Regions from separate parts of the Rattus norvegicus genome. Here region 1 is linked to region 2. Evidence: chromatin contacts called from public Hi-C data. All regions are on one chromosome and are shown on one strand. The core of a region is the stretch at or near the end of the contact, and the rest is flanking DNA. Distances in the headings are between cores, read along the strand shown.

Region 1 (6,617 bases), core at 1,818-4,317, 210 kb after region 2:
ATGCAAGCCAATTAACTCGGACCAGCCAGCTGGAACCAAAGGCCACATCTGAAGGAATCACCAGTCCTCTAAGGAAGCGGATGCAGAACCAGGAAGATGGCTCAGGAGCTAGAGTACAAGTGTGAAGATCTGGGTTCAACCCCTAAAACCCAGGTAAGAAAAGGTGCAGAGGCACTAACCTGAGGCACTGCTGGAAAGTGGAGACGGGCTGTCCCCTGGTGATCAAAGATGGTCTCAAAGACAAACAGCAAACATTTAGAGCTCCCCAGGCTTCCACATGCACCCGTACTTACTAGAGTGTACCACACACACACACACACACACACACACACACACACACACACAGGAAGAAACACCCTGAAAACACAAGACGGGATTCTAAGGAAGAGAAGACAGATGTCTATTATAAAAACAAGTCTTAAGGGTTGAAACTGAATGAACAGCAGGAATTAACACAACATTGGTGGTGCGTAGTAGACTTATCCAGAGAGAAAGTGGCTCTCCCGTGCTGTTGCAACAGGCAGTGTCTAATTGTGTATCTCTCCTTTTCTGACTCCACTGGAAACTGTCTAATTTATAGGAAAGTTAGAGGTTGTCCTCTGATTGGTATACCAGAGACCAGAGTCTATAGTGTGTGTGTGTGTGTGTGTGTGTGTGTGTGTGTGTGTGTGTTATAGCAATATGATGGTTTGTCTATGCTCTGCCCAGGGAGTGGCACTATTAGAAGGTGTGGTGCTGTTGGAGTGGGTGTGTCACTGTGGGCGTGGGCTTTAAGACTCTCCTCCTGGCTGCCTGGAAGTCAGTCTTCTGCTAGCAACCTTCAGATGAAGATGTAGAACTCTCAGCTCCTCCTGCACATGCCTGCCTGGATGCTGCCATGTTCCCGCCTTGATGATAATGGACTGACCCTCTGAACCTGTGAGCCAATACCAATTATATGCTGTCTTTTCAGGAGTTACCTTGGTCACCGTGCCTGTTCACAGCAGTAGAACCCTAACTGAGACAATCAGTTTAAAAAAAACAAAAACAAAAACAAAACAAAAAAAAAAAAAAAACCCAACCAAATAAAACCATATACTCCATTCAACTTTGCACTTGAAAAATTATTTGTTTCTTCCCAGGTGGCATTTTCTAGTCTGATTTGATCAACCTTATTCCCAAACCCACCCCCTCCCCCAACCTACGGTTTCTGTTACTATGGGCCAGCTTCTTATGCAATCGATTCATTCTCTGTTCCTGCGACATTGTAATTGATCTACAAATTGAGTGTTGGGCAGATGTCATTCACAGACACCTGTTTCCCAGTCACCATGGGCAGGGTTGGTTAATTGTGCTAGTTCTTCTGAAGAAGCCTTCCGAATGACTTCACCATTTTCTCCTCTTTGGGTGAAAGGCTGGCACTTAAAGCATCATTTTTCATAGAACGGAAACACGAAGACAGAGCAGATGGTTTACAATATAGCAAACAGTTCTCCTCATCGGCATCTCTGTTTTCTGGTTGTCCCAATTTAGCCTCAATTCTATGACACATTCTTGGGCGATTTCTCTTCTTTGACTGACTAATACCCATCCAGCCAGGATGACTAAAATGAGAGTCCCCACAGACAAAGGAAGTCCTGTATGATATTTGAGATAAGAGGAACTCGATGTCATCAGATCTAAGGACCTGTGAAATAGATGACTCTTTCTCTGTGATTCTCACTGAAGGTCGCCCAGCTCATTAGCGCTGACTGGGGTCACCTCTGATGACCAAGAATGATCTAGCTTTTAAGTAAAGGAAGATCAAGACCTACTTTGGAGATCAAGAAGCAATCTCATGCTTATGACATCAGTCCTACATGGTCCCGTCAGAATACTCAGCGCTTTGTCCTGGCTCTGTGCTGGCCAGCTGTGGGACAGTGGGCAAGTCCCCAGGGACTGCCTCTTCTCAGCTTCCGGTTCTGCAAAACCTAGGTGCTAGGTTTCTTTTCTTAGAAAAGCTGGGACAGAGGATGTTAGGAGAGAATCTGCGGTGGTCAGCTTAAGTTTGCGGAAGGAAGGCAGAGCAGGCAGGCTCAAACCCTTCCCATCTCTGCCCATCTTACCGTTCTAGGAATATTTACAAGCATCCACCATGTTTACCAGGGGCAGCTAGATTGTCAGGTTATGGAAGTTTACGTGGGAGCCTGGTAATTACACAAAGGGGCCACACCTTAATGGGTGCAGGGGAGCTGAACAAAGTCAATGCACACAAAGGACAGAGCAGCGCCGGGTCCACGCTTGCCACCTTGACAAAGTCCCAGGATTTATTGATCATCTATACAGAGCGGAGGGTTTGAGGACAAAGCAGCGACAGGCCAAGAATCAGCTCTGGGGAAACTTACAGTCTTATTGAGAAGACAGGGCTCAAACCAGAAGAGGGACAATTGATACAAGCTTAGAGCTTGACAGCAGGGAGCCCTCCTGGAAGAGCTGAGCATAAGCCTTGGAGATGGCTCTCTCTTTATTCGTAGAGGTCACAGGTAAACCATTCAGCGCGGTCTCCCTGGACACACCCTTAATTAGCTCTTATGTGGAAAAGATGGGGCTGAAGGAATGGGGTTGGGGCACACACAGCTATTTTTTAAAAAAGAGTCCGATGTCCTTCTCTCTAAAAGACAGACAGGAGCTGGAACCTCGTTGGATGTCTGTGCGCAGGGACGCGCAGCCGCCCCTGGGGAGAGGAGGTGGGATCAAGGCGGTTGGGGGCCAGGTGGGCGGAGGCCGGGGGAGGGGACCGGTGCGCTCCTCCTTCTGGGCCATTTCTGCTTCCTCCTTCCTCTCTTTCCTCCTCGGTTCTGGTGCTTCTCCTCCTCCTCCTTGGGGGCTAGAGCGGCTCCTCCTCCTGGCAGGCTGCCGCCCAGTCAGCTGACGCCGCGCTCCAGTCTCGCCTCCCGCCGCTCTCCCCCAAAGTGGCTGCTGGGCGCCGGCGGGCCGCCCACTTTCAGGCTTTGGGGAGACAGGGAAAGCGATGTGCGCCTTCTGACGTCTGGTTTCACCGCATCACCTTGTCAACTTTCACTCCCTTAGTCTCTGTCCAGACCCTCCCCACATCCCTCCTCGAAGCCACTCAGGGTGCCTGCCTCGCGCACGCTAGGGCAGCAGGGTCACTGTCTGTCTGGGATGGCTTCCAATTTTAATGACATAGTGAAGCAGGGGTACGTGAGGATCCGGAGCAGACGCCTAGGGGTACGTATCATTCTTTCCGTGATCCTTGTTCGCGACTTCAGGGTCTGTGTCTGCGGCCAGCATCCCGGTTCCTGGCGCTGGAGATCTGCTTGGTGGCTCTCTCAGCCCATATCCCAGGCTACCGCGGCTGCGGCGCTAACGCCAGCATCCAGTGTGTCACGGAGCTATCTTTATCTCTCGGATGGCTTGACTTTCTAGCGGTGGCTACCGGAGCCCATTGACTCGGAATAAATATTTCCCGGTAGCCATGGGTGCTGAATCTGGAAAGCATGGCACAGTGCTGAGCTTGCCGGATGTCCCCGGCCGGCATCCCACTCGCGCCAACTTAACTTTTCCAGGGGATGGATGGAGGCCAGGACACAGGGCAGATACTCTGACTGGGGATCAAGGTCAGTGACTATCTGGCCCCAGGGACTCTGCTCTGCGGCTCAGGTGTTAGCAGAGGTGGAGAGAGCTCTTTTTGGACAGGGGACATGGACAGGGACAGGGCCAACTCCCTGGTAGAAGACCAGATCTGAACTCCTCTACTCTTGAGCCTGGGCAGTGGGTTTCTGATTTTTAGACTTCACCTTCTGAGTCCCACTGGACGATCATGTGTGAAGCCTGCGTAGAGCTTCTGGAATATGAAAGAAAGAAAGAAGAATGAATGAGCGAATCCCAGTGGCTCTCTTCTTAGTGCTGCTTTGCTTTTCTCTTGTTGGGGGCACTTTAGGAGAGAATCATCCTGCCTCTCTTTGGGTTTTAAGTGACAATACGGTCTTTGGGAGGGGAGGATATTGGAGTATGTATACATATATATATGTATATGAATATGTGTGTATGCATATATATGTATATGAATGTGTGTGTGTGTGTGTGTGTGTGTGTGTTATGCTACCCCATTTCTTCTTTCCATGTGTTTAATACCGTGGCTGTTTTTGTTGGTTTGTGTTTGCCAGAGGCTGGGGGCAGGATGGTGATGGTGGTGGTGGTGGGGGTGGTGGTGGTGGTGGTGGTGTAGTGGTGATGGTAGTGAGGAGGAGGAGGAAGGGCTGAGACATAAGTTTACTTAGCAAGGAAAGCTAGTGTTGGTGAGAATGCCAATGTCTCAGTTAGACTGAGTGATCCATTGAGTATCTTTGTCCACAAATACATTGTATCTGTACCAGTTTATTATATGGTTTCTGGCTTTTAAAAAAATGTGCCTTTAATTTGACTAGGAATAAAAGAAATCTCTCAGTAGTAACTGTGGCTAGAGAGGAATGTCTGCCGGGCAGAAACAGCCTGGATTGTTATAAAACTCTTGCCTGGTTCCTTTGGCCTATTTCTCTCTTTGCTTCCTGACCGCTGCTGGTTACTATGTTTGAACAGTGGAGTTTTCTCTTCTGCCACTGTTGTAAACACAGCGAAGGAGAAAGGTAACAAAACTAACCAACTTTACCAGATCCGCTACAGTTTCTGTGATGCTCCCTGGGCTCCTCAGCCCAGTGACTTCCATGTGGCGAGGAAGAAATCCTAAGTGTGTCACACGTTTTATTATCGTGTGGTGATCATGTATCACAATTTTAAAGCGAGTGTTAGAAAGCCACATTCTAATCTTGCATTTACTCCGTCATGTCAGTGGAAGGGATTGAGTCCAGACACTCATTCTGGGATAGAGAGCATTCCAACAGGAAGGGGGGCATACATTATTAATGCACAGAATATGAATTATTCATGAGGATCAGAGTTGATGCCAAACCCTGACAAGGGTGATTTATAAGGGAAACTGGTTAACATTACTTTCAAGTCCTTTTTTCTGTATTATTATAATTGACATAATGTAGTCTTGTGTGGATCCCAACAAATTTTGGATAGACATTAGAGGCAAAGGGAGAGGAAAGAGAGCCTAGTTTGCATTTGTTTTACATTTACAGTATTTTGGACAGTCCCGTCTCTTGAGACATTTTGGTCATCTTGTCTGTGTTTCCTTAAATACACACAAGAATATTCACTGAATTATGGTAATCCCGCGCAGTAGAAAAGTCAGTTTACAACCATATAAAGCGGCCTTATTAGTCAACCCTTGTTCTACCAGTAGTAGATCAGTCTGTTAAGACACTTTTATGTTAGAATTCATAAAGAAGGCCAATTCCGTTGTCGCCAGAGCCGAGTGCCAACTGAAGTGTCAGTAGATTTGCAAAGGCGGAGGATTCTTGGGGGAGGTGACAATAAGGACCCAGTGTCCGAGGTCAGGAATGCTGTTGGTGCTAATCTGGGCTGTATATAGCATGGAACATGTATATTCTGGGCACTGCGAGTCCCAGAGAGCTAAGGCAGTGGCTCTGGCAGACTCAGCAGACAGAGAGTATATGTGGACACACCCAGTGACCATACAGGGTGAGAGATGACCTTGCAACTGGTAGGTAATATGACAATGGCTTTATTAACGGAATCCAGACAAGCGTCTGTGGAGGAGAGACATGTCTGGGAGTATTTATAATTAAACAAGTAAACCGAATTTCATGGTAAGCAGCTGTTGTGTCAAAGAACATCCCCAGGTTTGGGAAAAGATAAGATAGGAATGGATTCTGCCTGGTTGACTCATTAGGCCTATGACCTTTGACCTTCTGGGGCTTTGATTTTTCCAATGTCTGTACAGTGTATGCTGTTTATCGATGTTCTTGTGACATCGAATAAGATAGTGTCTGTGCCCAGGGAGAGTACATAGCATTGATTCTCATAGCAGTTTTATCTCTAACACGATCAAACATGAGCTGAGAGTGGCAAGGCTTCTTCTCAGGGTGTGATTTCCTTACCCTGTATTCCGAGTGTGTCCAAAGGCAGATTTTGTCATCGTCGCTATTTAAATTTGCTTTGTGAACACATCAAAACATGAAAGGTGTCCGTACTTCTGGAACCGAGTTGTGCTTTGATGTGTGTATGTGTGTGGTTTAAACGTTTAAATTTTTATCTTCGCGCGCCTAGTGAAATTATTATTATTTTTTTTTTGAGGCAGAAATACCTTGCTTTGGGTCTTTTATTTGGATGAGGGTTCTTATGAAAGGTTCGTGTGTAAATATATATTTAATATAGCTTATAATATAGTTGTGTAAGTAAGATAGGAAGCTATGGTTAGGCACTTTGTCAATAGACAGGAAGTGAACTAGGAACACCCCTATTCAGATGGGTCGCAGATCGGTCACCTTCAATGAAAGTCCTAATCTTTGCCCCGGGGGCAATCAAAGTCAGTGTAAACTGACTCTCTGCTTTGAACATCAGAAAGCCAAACACCAAACAAAATTCAACTCATTTAATGGAGACGTCTCTGTGTCGTCTCGTCCACACTGGCTCCTCCAGGTCTCAGGCTGTGCCCCGGGTACAATATTTGCTCAGGAATGTTGATGTTTCTATTTGGGGAGTTATGGGGAGGAGGGGAACGGCTCTCTATA
Region 2 (6,685 bases), core at 170-2,669:
AGAGTTCAGGACTGGGGTTTTCCGTATATACAAAGGAGTTCCTAAAAAACAAACAAATAAACAACAACAACAACAACAAAACCCAAAAAACCAAACCAAACAAACAAAAAACAAAAACAAAAACGGTGCCACCGTGACCCCAGGTACCACTGAGATTCGATTCTGTATTACAACTGCGAAGTAGCAGAATGAAAATGGCTTCCCGAAGTTAACAAAGGCCCTGGTTACTGAGGAAGCCTGGTGCCCACTGGGCCCTGGGTGGATAGCCTTCTCAGGCTAATATATTTGAGTGAGTGAAACACATATTGCTGAACCAATCTAATTTTAAATACGTAAAATAATTCGTTCCAGTGACGCATGATGGCACATATCTTTGATCCCAGCACTCCAGAGGCAGAGGCAGGAGGATCTCTGTGAATTTGAGACCAGCTTGGTCTACATGTATAGTTCCAGGACAGCTAGGATTACATAGAGAGACTCTGTCTATGAATAAATAAATAAATAAATAACCAACCAACCAACCATCCAGTAAGCTTCCATCTAAGGGTCTGAGTCTGTTACAGCGCTCTAGATCAACTGTTCTCAACCTATTGATCGCGACCCCTTCACAGAGGTCGCCTAATGCTATCAGAAAATAGGTATTTATTTACATTACGACTTATAACCATAGGAAATTTACATAGTGAAGTAGCAACAAAAATACCTTTATGGGTGGGGCGGGGGGTCACTACAACATAAGGAACGGTATTAAGGGGTCTCAGCATTAGGAAGGTTGAGAACCACTGCTCTAGATCCTTTTGGGGTCACTTACGTTTGGTTTCATTTACTCCTGGCTAGTGTCATTTAGCCCATCCTAGTGTCCCTTGCAGTGGTCAGTGGCATACAAGCTAAGGCCAACTTCAAGGGTGGCCTATATACCAGTCCCTTCAGCTTGTAGCTTTGCCAGCACTGGGCTTTTATGTGGTAGGGGCTGTGGATAGAACTCAGGATCTCATCTTGAGTGCAAATACTTTACCAAAGGAGCCGAAGCCACGCCCGCAGCCTCCCTAGCGTCAGTGTTAGGTTGTTGAAGAAAGGGAAAAAGAATTTAAGCCTCCCAGCCCACCCAGCTGGGCGGTACCTACCAAGCGCTCCCCCTGCTGGCCGTGACTGGAATCCCAGGCCCGACTAATGGCCTCACTCGGTATTTATGCCGGCCGAGAGGGAAGCTGCCTGTCCCTTTAATTGGAAAGTACCAAGTGTTTTCCAGACTATAGTTTTTTTCTGCGTCCTTGCCATGGGAATTCATAGGTCAGAGACATAGTTGGCAGTAATGTGGAGATATTTCTGTATTTTAGGGGAGTTTGGCTCAGCAGGGCTCGAGAGGGACCTCGTGGGGTGACGCGCGCCTGGATGGTCTTCCCCCGCGCCCTATGGTTCAGTCCAAGATGGCGGCCACCATGAAGAAGGCGGTGAGTGCGGCCGAGCCGGGGTCCGAGGATCCGTGGGCTGGGGGATCTGGGGAGACGCGGGACGCTGGGGAGTCGGAGGTCTGAGGAGATGAGGTATCTGAGGCGCCGGGGCCACGGGATGCGCAGGGCCTGGGCCCGTGCTAGGTCCAGGGGTGCTGCTGTTCTCTTGGCTCACGTCAGGGTAACTGCCTAACCTGCTCAGGGTCGCGCATCTCCTCAGGCACCGAATCGGTTTCTGCATCCCGGGATGTCTGGTACCGCACCTCGGTGCTCCGCCCGGAACCGCCCATGTCCGTCTATGCTCCATGCACCTAGTGTTTAATTGACGCTGAGAGGAGTCGGCCCGAGCCAGTGTGGTGGCTACCCCGGCTTTTCCTAGCCTTTAGGAAGGACTCGGGTCCCCACACTGTGCCCCGCATTCTTTACAGTTAGCCATTCTCTGGTGACTCATCTGGTAAGATGTTGGGTCTGGTGATTTCGTTTCCCCAAAATTACAGCTCTTTATTAATTTAAAACGCCCTCCGATGATTTTTCATGGGGCTTGGTGTGGTGTTTTATCACACTTTTTAAAGACATGGACTTACGTGTGTGTACACCAGACTGGCCCACTGCCCCCTGTGCGGTCAAAGATGATTTTGAATTTCTGCCTCCACCTCCCACCTTCCAGTTGTTGGGATTACCCGGGTTTGTCACCACACCCAGCTTTTGGTGTGCTGGTGGGGTGAACCCAGGGCTTCGTGCACGATAGGCAACTAATCTACACGGCTTTGCAACCCCTCCGTCATACTTCGAGCCACCAACTTAAGCTAAACTCCCATGTGGGTTTTATGACCCCAGAGTGTTTCCAGATGTGCAGGTATGTCTAAATACAGGGGAAGAATTGCAGAGAGGAAAAAAAGAACACACAAGCAAACAGCTGATAACTATTGGGGCTTCAAAGTATGTTGGGCACAGTTCTTAGCGTTTGCATGTCATCCTGTGCAAACCTTTTGGGAGATTCTGTTCTTATTCATATTTAACTGAAGAGGAACGGAAGGGCAGAAGATCTGGGATTTAAACAGCACTCACATTCTAGGCTCCACTCTGTCTGTCTGCCTGCCTGCCTGCCTGCCTGCCTGCCTGTCTTTGTCTCTCTCTGTCTCTGCCTCTCTCTCTCTCAGGCTCCTTGTCGTGTCTGTCTGTCTATGTGCCTGCCTGTCTCTGATGAGAGGCGCCTGACTGAAGGCAGCTGCTTTCACTCCACTTCCTAATAGATGTCCCTGTTTATGTTCTTGCTATTGGCACCACACAGTCAGTGCCTCCGACCACCGAGGGATGACGGTCAGCCATTCCAGTTTGTTAAGAGCAGAGCGAATGGCTGCCGAGCCTGGGGAGGCTTCAGAGTTAGAATAAGTCCTTCACCCTGATCTGTCACTCACAAATTATCATACAGTAGCAGCATGCAGTCCGGGGCCATGGTGATTTGGCCAAGTAGGAAACAAGTTCATTTGCCTCTCTTGGGAGATTGGGCCCTCAGCTGTCCGTTATACTGTGTAGTTCCATGACATTGTCCGTCTCTGGTTTTGCTTTTTTGAGGGAAGGTCTCACTCCGTAGCGTTGGCTGGTCTGGAATCCTCAGAGATCTGACTGTCAACTGAAGTGGAGAACTTTTTGGCTGGGGACTCAACTCTCAGTACCTGAACTTGGAATAGTTACAGTTTGTTTTCTCTTACAATCCCATAAGATGTTCCCAAGGCCAGGGTGTAGTCAGGGCCCAGGGCAGTTTACTTTCTTCTTGACTCTGGAGCAAGTCATGTCTCTTATAACCAGCAGAGTCCCCTTAAATCTGCAATGATCATTTTGCCATTCTTCCTTCATTTCTTTTAATGAAGTCTCTCATACGTAGCCCAGGCTGGCCTCAAACTCACCATGCAGCCGGGGATGAACTTGTACTGTTAGTCCTCCTGCCTCTACCTCCTGACTGCTGGGGTGCAGGCTTGTCTCCGCACACCTGGCTTTATGCAGTGCTGGGGGTGAAGCTCGGGCCTTTGCATGTGCTGGGCAAGCATTCTACTGAGCTAGCCTTCTACTGAACCTTAGAGGCAATATGGAGCAGGCAAAGTACTTGGCTATCCTTGATCGAAGGGTGAGTGCATACCCAGGCCCCATGCACTTGGGGCTCATTGTACCATCCCTGCAAGGGAGACAGATTGGGGGTGGCTCCAGGGAATTGAGAAAATTACCTGAAGTTCCACATGCCTGGTTCGGAGTCCCCTCCTGCCATCCCTTCACTCCTATCTGGAGTAGAAAATAACCCTCTTCAGTAGTCACTGCGCCCACGCCTGCCTAAGACAGGAGTCGCTAGCCCTCTGAGCTTATAGGTGTCTTTGAAAATCCGAAAGCTGCTACGACCCCTTGCGGAGAATGTAGTCGAAGGCTAGGCATGTTCACCTTGCACCCTTTGGTCCCAAGGATAGCTGTGAATGGAGCCCAAACCATTTGTAGATGGCATCATGTCACAATGTCAAAAGACTGGACACCCTGCAATGTCTACCTATTTTGCGTATGGTTTGGGGGACTAAATCGACTTCTTGATGACCTTGCACGCCAGCTAGAAGTTACTATCTTCCTGCCAAAATGCAGTTCAAGGAGCGTAGAAGTGGGGTTGAGGTGTAGCTGAATGGACATGCTTGGCCAGCATAGAAGGCCCTCAGTTCAGTCCCTAGCACCTTAGAAAGAAACGAGGTATTCTGGGAACTTCTTCCCCAAGGGATCATGGGTATCAGTTTCTTAGCTACTGCTGAGGACCAACCCCTCTCCAAACCCCCGCCCCAACTACAGTCTTAAAACCCTGGGAGAAAAACTAACTTCAAGAAACTGGGTCCCAGGGGCCAAGTGCCCGCTGGTGGCTGCTGTTTGGCAGGGCTGTATCAAGAAGTGCCTGCTTTGGGAAAATAGAAAACAGCCAACTTCCAGCGCTCTTTGATGCCCAAATATTTTTTGAGTCTGATCATCATAATTTAGATTCTAATTCAGAAACCTCCTTGCCACTGTTGCTAGTCAGGCAGGTCCTGCTAGAGCCTCACTTGAGTTGCCCATAAAGTCCTCATGGTGACAGACACACCTGGAAATGCATTCTAGGGCTTGGGGGCTCTGCAAACAGAAGTAAGCAGGGAGTCTTCAAGGTCCTCTGTCTGGGAGAGTGATAATTCCCATAGGCAAAGCAACCAGGATGTCTGTGAGTCTCTGGTGCTCCTCCCTGTGCTGATGGAAGCCACAGTGTTGACCACTGTGCACTCATGATGGGAGGGGCTCTTTGAGCACACACAGTAGGTCTGATGCAGACCTAGTGTGTGCACAGTTGTCAGGCTTAGGGCATGCACAATTGCTTGTTGGGACGAGAGCCTGGTGAAGGGGAGTCTAGACTCCAATGACTGTCTCTTTCTCTGGACCACTGAGCTGTCTCTTGAGGCTACCTTTCAACCTCTGGAGAAGTTTGTGTATACACACCGTATGTCATAGCTTACAGGAGACCAGGAATGGGTGGAGTGTGGATTTGTGAACTTACCCTGCATTTATTAATTCTAATATGATATGCCATCTATAAATGTCATTATATATCAGTGTAGAATAGTGAAAGCCTTTTCTTTGTTAAAAGTTTTATTTTTGCTGATGTGTATGTGTGCTCCTGTGTGTGTATATGCCATGTGTTTGCACATGTGCCTGAAGAAGCCAGAAGAGGGCCTCAGATCCCCTGGAGCTGGAGTTGCAGGCTGTTATGAGCCACCTGATATGGGCCCTGAGGACTGGACTCCCATCCTTTGGAAGAGCAGCAAGTGCTCTTAACCATGGGGCATCTCCCCAGCACCATGAGCTTTTGGAGACATGATCTCTCTATGCTTCCAAAGCTAGCTTCAAACTGGTAATCCTCCTGCCTCAGCCTCATTGCTGAGATGTGTATCACGTCAGCTAGTGGGGCCTGTCTTCAGTCCTTTCAGGCACTGTCAAGTACACGTGTTCCTATTTTACTAAGACACTGGAAGGGGTGCTTAGTATTGATTTTCTTGTCTAGTGTATTGGACCCCCTGGAAGAGTTAAAGCAGTCTGAGAACTTCCTGCCCTATCCTCTGACTGACCAGGAACTCTTGGACCTGCCGGCAGATGCATACTTGACTCTGGGGACAGACTGCTTGCATTAGAATCAAAGTGTGTCCATTTGCTGGCCATGTGGTTTGGCCAGATTATCTAACCTCTATGGCCTCTGGTCATCTATGAAGTGGTGCTATTGGTGATGTCCTCACGAGACTCCAGGGTTGAGTTCTTATCATGCAGTAGGACCTCAGGTAGTGTTAGCCATTTTTGTTATCTTATAGATGCTTTGTTATCTAAACACTCAGCTTTGTCTGCAGATTTAATCACATCAGATATTAAATATGAAACTCACTTTCATCACCCTATAGTGGATTCCCAGCCGTAAAATACAGAATCCAAGTGTATGCAGGAAAGTCGGAGAAGAGGTCGTATTCGTATCAGCACAGTGCGCCCATACACATTTTACCTCAGAAACAGCCTCAGCAAGACAGACATTAAGGGTATCTGAGGGTATCTTGGGAAAACAGTGTCCTAAGCTTGGGAAACTCTGCCTTTTGGGAAAGTGGCTTTTATTATCATTATCATTATGATTATTCTTTTGGTTTTCTGAGACGGTTTCTCTGTGTAGCCCTTCCTGTCCTGGAACTCACTCTGTAGACCAGGCTGGCCTCAAACTCAGAGATCCACCTGCCTCTGCCTCCCGAGTGCTAGGATTAAAGGCGCACACCGACACCAGCTTTTTTTAATTGTTATTATTGTTAATGGCTCTTTGTATTTTAAACATTTGCTCAGGGGTTGGGGATTTAGCTCAGTGGTAGAGCGCTTGCTGTGCAAGGCCCTGGGTTCGGTCCCCAGCTCCGAAAAAAAGAAAAAAGAAAAAAAAATTTGCTCATGAACGGTCCCATAGAATAAAGGTAAAGATCGTGGAGTCGTGAGCAGATTGTAAGCCTGACACATTTGTGACATCTTACAGACAGCCTCGTGCCCCTCGGCTGTCCTAGGATGGGGTGTGTACCTGGTTATTTCGTCACAGTGTAAGGTACCAGCGTGTAACTGCTCCATCGACATTCTACAAAAAGTTCAACCTCTTTTTCAGGCTGCAGAAGATGTCAATGTTACTTTCGAAGATCAACAAAAAATAAACAAGTTTGCTCGGAATACGA

Evidence for each region. Hi-C and Micro-C count contacts between places; a contact is called where the count stands out from the background.
Region 1: a Hi-C map of Schwann cells shows a contact between it and region 2, with 4 times the contacts expected there. The contact joins the promoter of Dok5 here to the promoter of Pfdn4 in region 2. A contact is called at or near these places in 4 of 12 Hi-C or Micro-C datasets (the A7r5 cell line, the Rat2 cell line, Schwann cells and 1 more) and 1 of 1 datasets of contacts at active chromatin or transcription factors (oligodendrocytes).

What each region holds. Positions count from the first base shown.
Region 1 is chr3:179,931,594-179,938,210 of GRCr8, forward strand. It overlaps Dok5 (docking protein 5), which reads left to right and starts at 3,068. Exons shown (of 8, transcript NM_001109344.2): 1 at 3,068-3,207. The coding sequence starts at 3,142.
Region 2 is chr3:179,720,444-179,727,128 of GRCr8, forward strand. It overlaps Pfdn4 (prefoldin subunit 4), which reads left to right and starts at 1,420. Exons shown (of 6, transcript NM_001399732.1): 1 at 1,420-1,451; 2 at 6,619-6,685. The coding sequence starts at 1,428.